Linked DNA regions of Pan troglodytes: region 2 is linked to region 1. The links are chromatin contacts, called in public HiChIP or PLAC-seq maps. All regions are on one chromosome and are shown on one strand. The core of a region is the stretch at or near the end of the contact, and the rest is flanking DNA. Distances in the headings are between cores, read along the strand shown.

Region 1 (5,509 bases), core at 1,145-3,644:
TGATTAGCATTTGTGAGAATCTGTGTGAATAACAATACCTCTTCTTCAGATTCTGGGGGTGACCCAAGGGATTCCTTTGAAGTGACTGGGCTCTCCCCTGCTCACCTCTGTGGTCTGGCAGGAAATATACTGGTGAAAAACCTTCAAGTGTATGAAATGCTGGTGAGGGGGATCCAGTCACGCTTGAATCATATGTTCATTCAACCAGTTGACTAATGATTGATTAATTGATTGGCTGATTGAGATCAGGTTTCCCTATGTTGCCCAGGCTGGTCTCCAACTCCTGGGCTCAAGTGATTGATCCTCCCGCCTCAACCTCCCAAAGTGCTGGCATAAGGGGTGTAAGCCACTGTGCCTGGCCCATTCAACCAATATTTATTTATGTATTTATTTATTTTAGATGGAATGTCACTCTATTGCCCAGGCTGGAGTGCAGGGGTGTGATTAGCTGACTACAGCCTCCACCTCCTGGGTTCAAGCAATTCTCCTGCCTCAGCCTCCTGAGTAGCTAGCATTACAAGCGTATGCCACCATGCCCAGCTAAGTTTTTTGTACGTATTTTCAGTAGACATGAGGTTTCGCCATGTTGGCCAGGCTAGTCTCGAATTCCTGACCTCAGGTGATCCGCCCACCTCGGCCTCCCAACGTGCTGAGATTACAGGCGTGAGCCACCGTGCCTGGCCCAACCAATTTTTTTTTTTTTTTTTTTTTTGAGATGGAGTTTCGCTCGTTGCCTAGGCTAGAGTGCAATGGCGCGATGTCAGCTCACCACACCCTCCACCTCCCGGGTTCAAGTGATTCTCCTGCCTCGGCCTCCTGAGTAGCTGGGATTACAGGCATGCGCCACTACGCCCGGCTAATTTTGTACTTTTAGTAGAGACGGGATTTCTCCATGTTGGTCAGGCTGGTCTCAAACTCCCGACCTCAAGTGATCCGCCGGTCAGGCTGGTCTCAAACTCCCGACCTCAAGTGATCCGCCCGCCTTGGCCTCCCAAAGTGCTGGGATTACAGGTGTGAGCCACCGCGCCCGACCTGGCCCAACGAATTTTTATTGAGCACTTGCTGTGTATCCCAGGCATTTGTGATACAACAGTGAGCAAAACATTCTTTCGGGGGGAAGGGAGATGAACAGTACATAAATGGGAGAAAAATGCAGGGAAAGCGGGTATAGGGAGATGGAGAGAAGACAGGTACCACAATCTTCTGGCCTTGTTAGGGTGAAATTCTATTCTCCCCTGAGATGTGTAGAAATGTATATCGGTTTGCTCCACTTTTATTGACCCACACTGCCTTGATTAACTGGAAAAGTTGAGACCCTAATCATCAGTCTGTCAATGACTGAATGAGACAGGACAAGAGATATATTCACCGAATGTCTCCTGGAATAGGGAGGCCCCGGGTGAATGATCCCAGACTGGGTTGATAGGAAGGAAGTAAATTAATGCCAAATGTGAAGGGTAGTGGGCTTGTTTTATTTTTATATTATTATTTTATTATCACTATTAGTTGAGACAGGGTCTCATTCTGTTGCCCAGGCTGGAGTGCAGTGGCGCCATCTTTGATCACTGCAGCCTCAGTCAACCTCCCAAGCGAACCTCCAGCCTCAGCCTCCCAAGTAGCTGTCACTACAGGCACGAGGCACCACACCCGGCTAATTAAAAATACATATCAAAAATATAAAAACAAAACCCAAAAAATTTGTAGAGAGGGTGGTCTCTTACTCTTGGCCTCAAGTGATTCTCCCACCTCGGCCTCCCAAAGTGCTGGGATCACAGGTGTGAGCAGCTGCGCCCCGCCTGGGGTTGCTCTTGAGGAGCCAAACTTTGCCAGATTAGGCTGACAGTGAGAAAATAAATTCTTCCACGGTAGATACTGGGTGAAAAAGTGCACGTCAGCGGGCGAGGGTAAGTAACGACAATAACAGGAACTTCTAGGCGCTGACCCCAAGCTCCCTTCCGGGCCCTATCCCGAGCAGTCCCCGGGCAACCTCCAGCGCTCGCCCCAGCGCGCTAGGCTGGGACCTGAACCCCGGCTGCCGGGTGGCTTCTGGGCCCCTCCTCATTGCCGCTCCTGGGTCTTTCGGGGTGTCCGGCTCCCCAGGATAGGAAGGATTCCGGATCACTCCCGCAGGGCTAAGTCACCGGGCGGCCTGCCTCGGCCCCCAGGGCCCGGGGGCAGGGAGCGCCGAGGGTCCGCCGCGGGGCTGCGGGGCAGGCGGTGCCGGGGCGCGGCGCTGCGGGGCAGGCGGGCCTCGGCGGCGGCGGCAGGCGGGTCGCTCCCTGCTCCGCCTCCCGTGCTCCGCCCTGCGCTCCCGCTCCGCCCTCCGGCTCGGCGCCCGCCCGCTTGCTCTCCTCGCTCGCTCGCTCGCTCGCTCCGCGGCCCCCCATGCGGATGTGACATTTCACGCCGCCGCCATTTTGAGAGCGAGCCGAGCCGAGCTGCCGGGCGCCGCGTCCGCTGCCGGAGCCCCGACGACGACGCCGAGGAGGCGGAGGCCGCGGCTCTCGGAACGCGGCCGGCCCGTCGCCCGCCCGCTCCGCCGCTCCCGCCGGCCCCAGGGCCCGCAGGCCCGCCGCGGCCGGCCAGGCCTCCCGTCCGCCGCGCCCGGCCCGAGGCGGGGCTGACTCCGCGGCCCCCGACCGGCCGCCCTCCGCCCCCGGCCGGCCCGCGGCCCCGCAGCCCCGGCCCCGGCGGCGGGAGGCGGGCCCCGCGGCGGCGGCGGCGGCGGCCGCAGCGAGCGACGAGGCCGCCCGGCCCGGCCCGCCGGCCGCCCGCCCGCCTCGGCGCCGAGATTGGGCGAATCGCGAGCAAGTACGTGCGCGTCTCCCTGCCGCCGCCGCCGCCCGCCGCGGGCCGCCCCGGGGCCGCCGTCGCCGACGACGCGCGGGAGGAGGAGGAGGAGGCCGCCCCGCCGCCGCCGCCGCCGCCGCCGCCCCGGCTCGCCGCCGCCCGCCCGCCGGGCTCGCAGCCCCGGCCCCCGGCCGCAGGCGAGGCCCAGGCCGCGGCCGACATGAACCACCAGCAGCAGCAGCAGCAGCAGAAAGCGGGCGAGCAGCAGTTGAGCGAGCCCGAGGACATGGAGATGGAAGGTGAGGCCCGAGGGCCGGCCGCGGCGGGGCCGGGGGGCGCCTTTCATTGTGGCCGGGGGAGCCGCGGGAGCCACGCGAGGGGCTCGCCATCTTTAACCAGGCCCCGGGCGGCCGCCGGGCCTCGGCCTGGCCTCCCGGCCCCGGCCCGGCGAGGCTGCAAAGTCATGCCGGGTCCGCGGGCGAGGGGCGGCCGCCGGGACCCCGGCCCCGTGCATTGTCCCGACCTCGCGTCCGCCGGGCCTCCCCGGCACAAAGCGCCCGGAGTTGTAAATTCGAGCGCTCAGGCAGCGGAGGGACGGAGGTGTTTTCTCACCCAGGTTGGGAGGCGGACTCCGGGGACCGTCCCCGTTCTGGGGCGTCCGGTTGGATCTGGTGTGGCTGGGGAATTCCTGATCTCCCCGGGCGCGGGTCTCGCCCGCACCTGCTCCGGTGCGCTCCCCCGGAGGGCGCGCCGTGGCTCGGAAGCGCTCTTCCAAATCACTTTCTAACAGCACTGCCTAGCGTCGGGCTTACGTTCGAAAACACCTGCAAGGAACGCAGATGTTGTCAGGTTTTGGACTGGCCCAGAGTTCTGACCCGGGCGCTGTTGGTTTCCGAATCCACCTGTTTTTCGGGGAGTTCGTACCTGGCAGTGTGTGGTGCAGCCAGCATCCGGCCAGGTGTGCGCTTGCAACCGTGCGAAAGCCCCGCCGCACATGGCTGCCTGCATCAGAATCAAACCTGACTCGAAAGGTAACTCGGTTTTCTGCCGATGTGGCAGTAATTTTCCAAGGCACTGTAGTTTGAGGTATAGAGTCTTGGTTATAAAGGTTGGATGTAAAGACACTGTAAAGAGAAGGGTGTTGGATTTACGGAGTTGGTCATTGGAAGGCACTTTTTCTCACGACCCATTTCACTGAAACAAAGCAAAGTCCAAATGGTCTTTAAAAAGTTTTCTTACCTACGTGACGAGTTCAGGCTGTCGGGAGTCAAATGGAGGCCACCTGAATGGAAAGGGCGTGGAATGCTTTAGTTTTGCTTTTAGCAAGGGATCTTGGGTTGCCTCAATGAATGAAGCTCCAGGGGAGCTCAGGAAAAGCAGTATTTGTCCTGTGCGGTGGTTCCAAGTGTGGGGCGCTGCACATCGGTTGGTGGGAACACTTAAGCGTGACTGGTGTTCACCTCTGAATAGAATAACTTACTTCCAGTAATTGGATAGTCACTGAAAAAATGTCTGGCCAGGTTGCAAATGGCATAGTGGCTGGGATTCTGCAGTAGGCACTCCCCAGTGGTATTTATCAATGGCAGTAATGGGGGACAGAAGAGCGGAGTCCACGCCAAGGACTGGGTTATCTGTTTCACTTGGCCCCAGCAAAGCAGCAACTAAGAGCGCCTGGTATGTGTGATTAAACCAAATAGCTGAAAAGAAGTACTTTACTGAGGGAATTTTGTGTATTCCTTTTGTGCTGTATTTTGCAGCCCATCTAAAACATAAAAGAGGGTTGCTTTTCAGTTTCCTTTTCAGATGGTACCCGGTCAAGACAAATATCCAATAACACGAGCATATGGATTTCCCGTGACATTGTCCTACCGCTTTCCAGGTGTTTTTGGACACTAGTGAGAATTAATAAACAGACATTACTGCAGAGCATGTGTGTTACAGACCTGTATCTTTGGGAAAATGACCAGGTCCACAAATTTCAAGGTCTTTGCTCCGCACCCCCCCTTTTTTTTTTTGACACGGAGTTTTGCTGTTGTTGCCCAGGCTGAGTGCAGTGGCGCGATCTCGGCTCACTACAACCTCCGTCTCCCGGGTTCAAGCGATTTTCCTGCCTCAGCCTCCCAAGTAGCTGGAATTACAGCCATGTGCAACCACGCCTGGCTACTTTTGTATTTTTGTTAGAGACGGGGTTTCTCCATGTTGGTCAGGCTGATGTCGAACTCCCGACCTCAGGTGATCTGCCCGCCTCGTCCTCCCAAACTGCTGAGATTACAGGTGTGAGCCACCGCGCCTGGCCGGTGTTTGCTTTTAAAAGACTAGAGGGTGTTGAATTTTTAGAAATTCATCAGTCTCCATGCACGTTTTCAAGGCTACTTTCTTTTCTCATAAAATGAAGCTTTATTTTCATATTACAGTTTGTATTGGAAAGGTAACCCCTAGGACAGTTAATCTGTAAATTTAGCAGAATCTCAAATTGGATGGCAGAGGTTTTAGTTACTAATGCTGATTCCTTAAACTTAAGAAACTCATTTCTTCTGACTGGGCCTCTGTTTCAATTTCATTATCCAGAAGGTCCCTTGTCTTGTAGTGAGCACATGAGGCTGTGGACAAATAATAGTGCCCTGTGAGTACCCACTGGTGTGTGGTTTAAAAAGCTACTTGTGTCTTAGGCCATCTATTTCAGCCTTCCCAATCCTGAAATGTGGTGCTAGCCTTACGA
Region 2 (5,509 bases), core at 1,006-3,505, 130 kb before region 1:
AAAAAAAAAATCAACCCCAAATTTCTCAATCTTCAAAACCAGTAAGGCACAAAATCTAAACCTACCGTTACCAAGAATGCACAAATGGGCAAGAACGTTTACTTACACATCTCCATGTCATCACAAAGGGAGGGGGATTAACTCCAGAAAGGAACCACCATAAAACAAACCTATGGACTCAAAACTCTGAACAGAATTCCTGCCAGCAACTTATAATCAGATATAGGATCGTTTTAACAGAAAACACTTGATCAAATTGCTAGAGAAGAGCAGCACGTTAACATGCGCGCAGATGACTCCGATTAGCAAGCTTTCAAGCACTTCAAAACTATATAGACTGCCACGCTTTCAAATGCCTAACTCAAGAATCTTTTCCATAAAGTTCGTCCCACTTCCGACTGTAGTACAAAAAACATCAACTCTTATCTTCCCTCAATGTCTTTTCCAGAGGGAAGCAAGGCTCAGCCGTCTTCCAGCTCAACGCTTCTCAACCTGAGCACTACTGACTTTAGGGGCAGGATAATTCTTCGCTGAGAGGGGGCCGGGGCGGTTATCTCGGGCACTGCAGGACCTTCAGCAGCCTCTATACACTGGGTGCCCAACAACAGCCCCTTCTAGAAGCCAACCAAAAACGTCCCCAGGCGTTGCCATCTGTCCCGGGGGGCGGAGGGAGGTGTCAAAATCGCCTCCGGTGGATCTAGCTAGAACACCGCCGGGATTCTCAAGTTGCAAGGTATTCAAGGTTAGCAGCTGGGCTGGGGAGCAGAAAACACACTTGGAACGCAGGGCAGACACCCTGACGCAGGCGGCCCTTCCCTGAATCGGCAATGCAGCAAGGTTATCTTTACCTTTGTAGAGGTTGGTGACGGCGGTGGCTGCGTTTTGGAAGGGGACCCAGAGAGAAAGTCCTGGCTGCTGACACACTCGGTCTGAAAAGCAAGCCAAAAAAAAAAAAAAAAACCAAAAAGAAAAAAGAAACACACATAGAAAGAGAAAGAAACAGAACAAGAATGTTATTTGGGCGTCAATCACTCCGGAACGGCCATATTAGGTTTCGCCATTTTGTTCAGGGGTTTCGGGATCCCAAACCCAGTGTGAGGACCGGGGGGCAGGGAGGTCGCGGCGGGGAAAAGGGGATGCCGCAGAGCTCAGGGGCACAGATCAGGGACGAGCCGCGGCGCAGGGAAGCGCCCCCCCGGCAGTCCCCGCCCCGAGGCCGGCTCAGGGCACAATGGGGCCGCCCCGCCGTCTCCCTTCGCCATTTTGTGACGGGGGATCCTCCTCTCCCCTCTCCGGGCCGAGAGAGACACCGGGTGGCCGGGCCCGGAGAGCGGGGACCCTCGGACCACCCCAAAGCGGGGCTCCCCCTACGCCGGCTCTGGCCTGTCCCCCCAACCCCGGGCCTCCCTCCCGCGGCGCCATCTTGCGGGAAGGGGGCGGCAGGGCCGCGGAGCCACCGGCCGGGATCCCCGAGGCCGCCTCCGTCGCGGCCCCCCGAAGCGGCCGCTGAGCCGACAGGGCCAGGGCCGGGGCCGGGCCCGGGCGGGGGCGGCCAAGCGGTACCAAGATGGCGGCGGCGGCCTCACCTTTGTAGAGCTGGGCCACGGCGGTGGCCGAGTTCTGGAAGAGGTGCCACAGCTTCTGCTGCTTGTGCTCGGGCTGCGCGGCGGCCGCCGCCTCCTCCTGCAGCTCGGGGGGCAGCTGCTCGTCCTGTTCGGCCTCGGCCAGGCACTGCCGCTCCCACTTGGAGAACCAGTGCTCGGGCCCGTGCTCCTGGATCTCAGCCTCGCCCTCCTCCTTCCGCTCCTCCATCCTCCGCGGCCTCCCGCGGCCTCGCCGCCACCGCCGCCGCGTCCTCCTCAGGCGGGGCCCCCGCGGGAGCGTCGTCGTCAAGCGGCCTGGCGGCAGGGCCTGGCGACCGACGGCGCCTTCTCCTTTCAGCGGCCCAGGCCTCCTGCACCCCGACGGCCGGCGAGCCCCGCCCCGCGGCCCCGTGCAACCAGGGACGACCCCCGCCCCAGGCCTTCCCACCCCCGGGCCCGGCCGAAGGTCGCCACGGACCAGATAACCGCTGCCGCCCCTCGCCTCGGCCGCCGCAGCCTGTCTAAAGCCCCCCCATGGCGCTGCGGCCTCCCCACTGCCGCCGCCGCCGCTGATCGCCGAGCCCTCCGCGCAGCTCGGCCCGCACCGCGGAGCCCACCCCAAGACTGAGCAACGTCGTCGTCGTCGCCACCGCCGAGGACGGCTCTGCGGCTGCTGGTCCCCGCCCTACCCCGCCCACAAGCTGACAGGAGAAGCACCGCCCACTGGGCCCAAGCTACCCTGCCCGGTTGAGGCGTGGCCGCTCCAAGGGCCCCTATTAGTCGGATCCGGCCGGTTCCGCGTGGCGGCTTCTGAGCACAGCGTCGTGATTGGTTCTTCGGCCTGTCTGCCTGACGTAACCAATTGGCTGGGGGAAGGGAGTGAATGTCAGGAAGGATGAAGAAGGAGGAGGGGGAGGAGCTGACAGTGGTTGCGTCCGAGCCAAGGGGGCGGGTGGGGGGTGGAGGGGAAGAGCTACAAGGGATGCGCATGCGCACTTGCTCGCTGCTCCCCCCGCTCAGGGGCGTTGAGTGGGGATCACGTGACCGGGCCCAGCGACCGCACCCCGCGGGAGCTTTTCCGGCGTTTACAGGCCCTGGGGGATGCAAAGTCGAGTGCGGCTCCTGTGCCGCGGGCACTGAGAGGTATAGTGGGTGGTAGCGTGCTTACTTCAGCCCCTGGGGCTCCCAAAGGGAGGAGGGTAGTAGAGAAAGTGAATAAAACGCCCAACTCGTGTCCAAGTTTGCAAAGCGCTTTCCTATTCTTTTGAGTACTCCCTTTTTTTTTTTTTTTTTTTTTTTTTTTTTTTTAGACGGGGTCTTGCTACGTTGTCGAGGTCTAGACTGCTGGCCTCAGGCGATCTTCCAGCCTCCCAGGGCGCTGGGATTACAGGCTTGAGCCACCGCGCCCGGCCCAGAGTCCCATTTCTTAGACGGGCAAATCGACCATCACAGCCAAAGAAAAACTTCCGAGTTGCGAAGTCGGCTCAGTTGCCCCTGCGCCCTGGCGTCCCCCGAGGACGTCGCGCCTTCCCGGTGGACAGGACCTCGGCGGCCGCCCGCGGAGCCAAGGATAACCCGACGGCCGACGGTGCCCGGTGCCCGCACGCGTGCGTCTGCGCCTTTGCGCGCGCGGCGGCCCCCGCACCTGTCCCGAAAAGCACACTCCCAGGCCACGTGCATGCCCCGCGTCACGTACCGGCCCCTGCCTTCCCCGGCCGGAACCCGCGTGGCGGTGCCGAGCGCTGCGCCCGCCCCTACTCCCCCAGCAGTGCGCGATAGCTGGACGCCCCTGCGGCTGCGCGCCCCCCTCCCCTGTCGGGGCTTTCTCCAGGGTCTGAGGCCCCGGAGAAGGCAGCAACGCAGACAGGCGGTGACCGCACAGAGGTAAAACCCACCATCCCCACCTACATGCCCACGGCAGGCACCAGCCGGCCTGGAGCGGCGGAGGGCGCCGGCCAGAGGCAGCGTCGCCCGCAGCCTGCGATAGTGCGCTTGCACAGAGCAAGGCGGCTTTGGAAGAAAATCTGACCCCCTCACCGCGGCCTGCAAACCCCTGCAGGATCTGGCCCTGGCGCCTCTCACACAATCCCCTACTTGGCTTGTACCTTGCGCACTCCCCCTCTTCCCCCACTCGCCTGGACGCTCACACACTGGCCTGCCTTATTTCCCTGGGACACTAGGCTCTTTCCTGCCCCAGTCTGCTATCTCTGGAAGCTCTTCCTCCTCCTCTATCCTCAGATAGCTCCTGTTCAGGCTACTAGGACAAGCCTAAAGTAGCACCCTTCACACTGTCTCGTATTGCCTGGTTATATTATTTCATAACATCAATCACTATCTAAAATGCTAAATTAGGCCTGGCGCGGTGGCTAAAAAACAGGTTTCCAATTGTAGGGAAGAATATAAAGTGAAAAGCAAACAAAAATCATTCTACCTACCTCATTCTACATCCTCCCAATCCTATTCCCAGGAAATAACTTGTGACCTTTGAAAACGGAGTTATGTGTACGTCGAGTGTGTATGTGTGTGTGTACCTATATACAAGTATGTCCCTTCTTAAGGAAAAAAAAAGATGATTTTATGTGTACTATCCTACAAGCCTTTTTTCCTTAACATAATTTGGATGTCTTCACATTGGGACCTAAAGACTTATTTATTCTTTTAAAATATTGCAAAGAATTTCATTGTATGGATTCACTATAAAGTATTTAACAGGGCCCCTATTGATACAAATTTAGGTTGTGACCAGTCTTTGGCTATTATAAACAATGCCATAATGAACATCTTGTACATATGTAATACAGTGAACATCCTTGCATATATACATATGTGTATTGAATATATATCCTCAGAAATAGTATTTTAGAGTCACAAGGTATATGAGTTAAATATTTTAGGAGGGTAGGCATGGTGGCTTACACCTATAATCTCAACAATTTAGGAGGCCAAGACGCAAGGATTGCTTGAACTCAAGAGTTCAAGACCAGCCTAGGCGACATAGTGAAACCCAGTCTCTACAAAAAGATACAAAACACAGCCAGGCATGGCGGCACACACGTGTAGTTCCAGCTACTCAGGAGGCTGAGGCGGGAGGATTGCTTGAGCCCAGAAGGCATAGGTTGCAGTGAGCCGAGATAGTGCCACTACACACCAGCCTGGGTGACAGAGTGAGACCCCATCTCAATCAATCAATCAATAAATAAAACTGCCTGCTGAGTGTAGGATCAGTGGTTGTTGATATGTCAATGTCTACATTTCTGCATTCGCGGTAGCACGTGGGAAGTCCAGGCCTGCACATGTAGGTATGACAAAGGAGAGAGCACAGCTGGACGATTTCGCTGCCTGCAGGCTCCACTTCAAAAGCCACACACCACTTTGGACAGTCCAAAGATTTCGAGTTTTTACAGAATGAAGGCTGCTCTTCTTCTCCTTCATGTAACTCAGACGCTGTTCCAGAAGCCTCTGGCCTTTTCTTGTAAGAACATAATATTTCAGCCATAGATAAAAGAAGGAATGATATTGAATAGCATAAACGCTGGCTCTATAATAAATATTTGTCAGTTAGAAAAAACAGTCTAAAGAAAAAGGAATAAATATTGAAAAGCACCACCTATCTGCTTGATTTCCATGACCCCGAGCTTTGTGTTAACCTCTAAGAGTTTCTTTTTTGTTGTTGTTTCGAGACGAAATCTCGCTCTGTCGCCCAGGCTGGAGTGCAGTGGCGTGATCTCAGCTCACTGCAACCTCTGCCTCCTGGGTACAAGCCATTCTCCTGCCTCAGCCTTCCTAGTAGCTGGGACCAGAGGTGTGCACCAGCATGCCCAGATAATTTTTTGTGTTTTTCGTAGAGGTAGTTTTGCAATGTTGCCCAGGTTGGTCTCCAATTCCTAGGCTTAAGCATTTCTCCCACCTCAGCCTCCCAGGTAGCT

Evidence for each region. HiChIP or PLAC-seq counts read pairs in DNA pulled down with a chosen protein or histone mark.
Region 2: an H3K4me3 HiChIP or PLAC-seq map of stem cell-derived excitatory neurons shows a contact between it and region 1, with 2.8 times the contacts expected there. The contact joins the promoter of HAPSTR1 here to the promoter of USP7 in region 1. A contact is called at or near these places in 1 of 7 Hi-C or Micro-C datasets (stem cell-derived neural progenitor cells) and 1 of 1 datasets of contacts at active chromatin or transcription factors (stem cell-derived excitatory neurons).

The regions. Positions count from the first base shown.
Region 1 is chr18:11,594,806-11,600,314 of NHGRI_mPanTro3-v2.0_pri, reverse strand. USP7 (ubiquitin specific peptidase 7) reads left to right here and starts at 2,394. Exons shown (of 31, transcript XM_024349753.3): 1 at 2,394-3,089. The coding sequence starts at 3,011.
Region 2 is chr18:11,722,772-11,728,280 of NHGRI_mPanTro3-v2.0_pri, reverse strand. It overlaps HAPSTR1 (HUWE1 associated protein modifying stress responses), which reads right to left and starts at 2,255. Exons shown (of 4, transcript XM_016929391.4): 1 at 1,587-2,255; 2 at 849-929. The coding sequence starts at 1,812. LOC107968784 reads left to right here and starts at 2,367. Exons shown (of 2, transcript XM_016929392.4): 1 at 2,367-2,726; 2 at 2,894-5,183. The coding sequence starts at 2,467. The coding sequence ends at 3,362.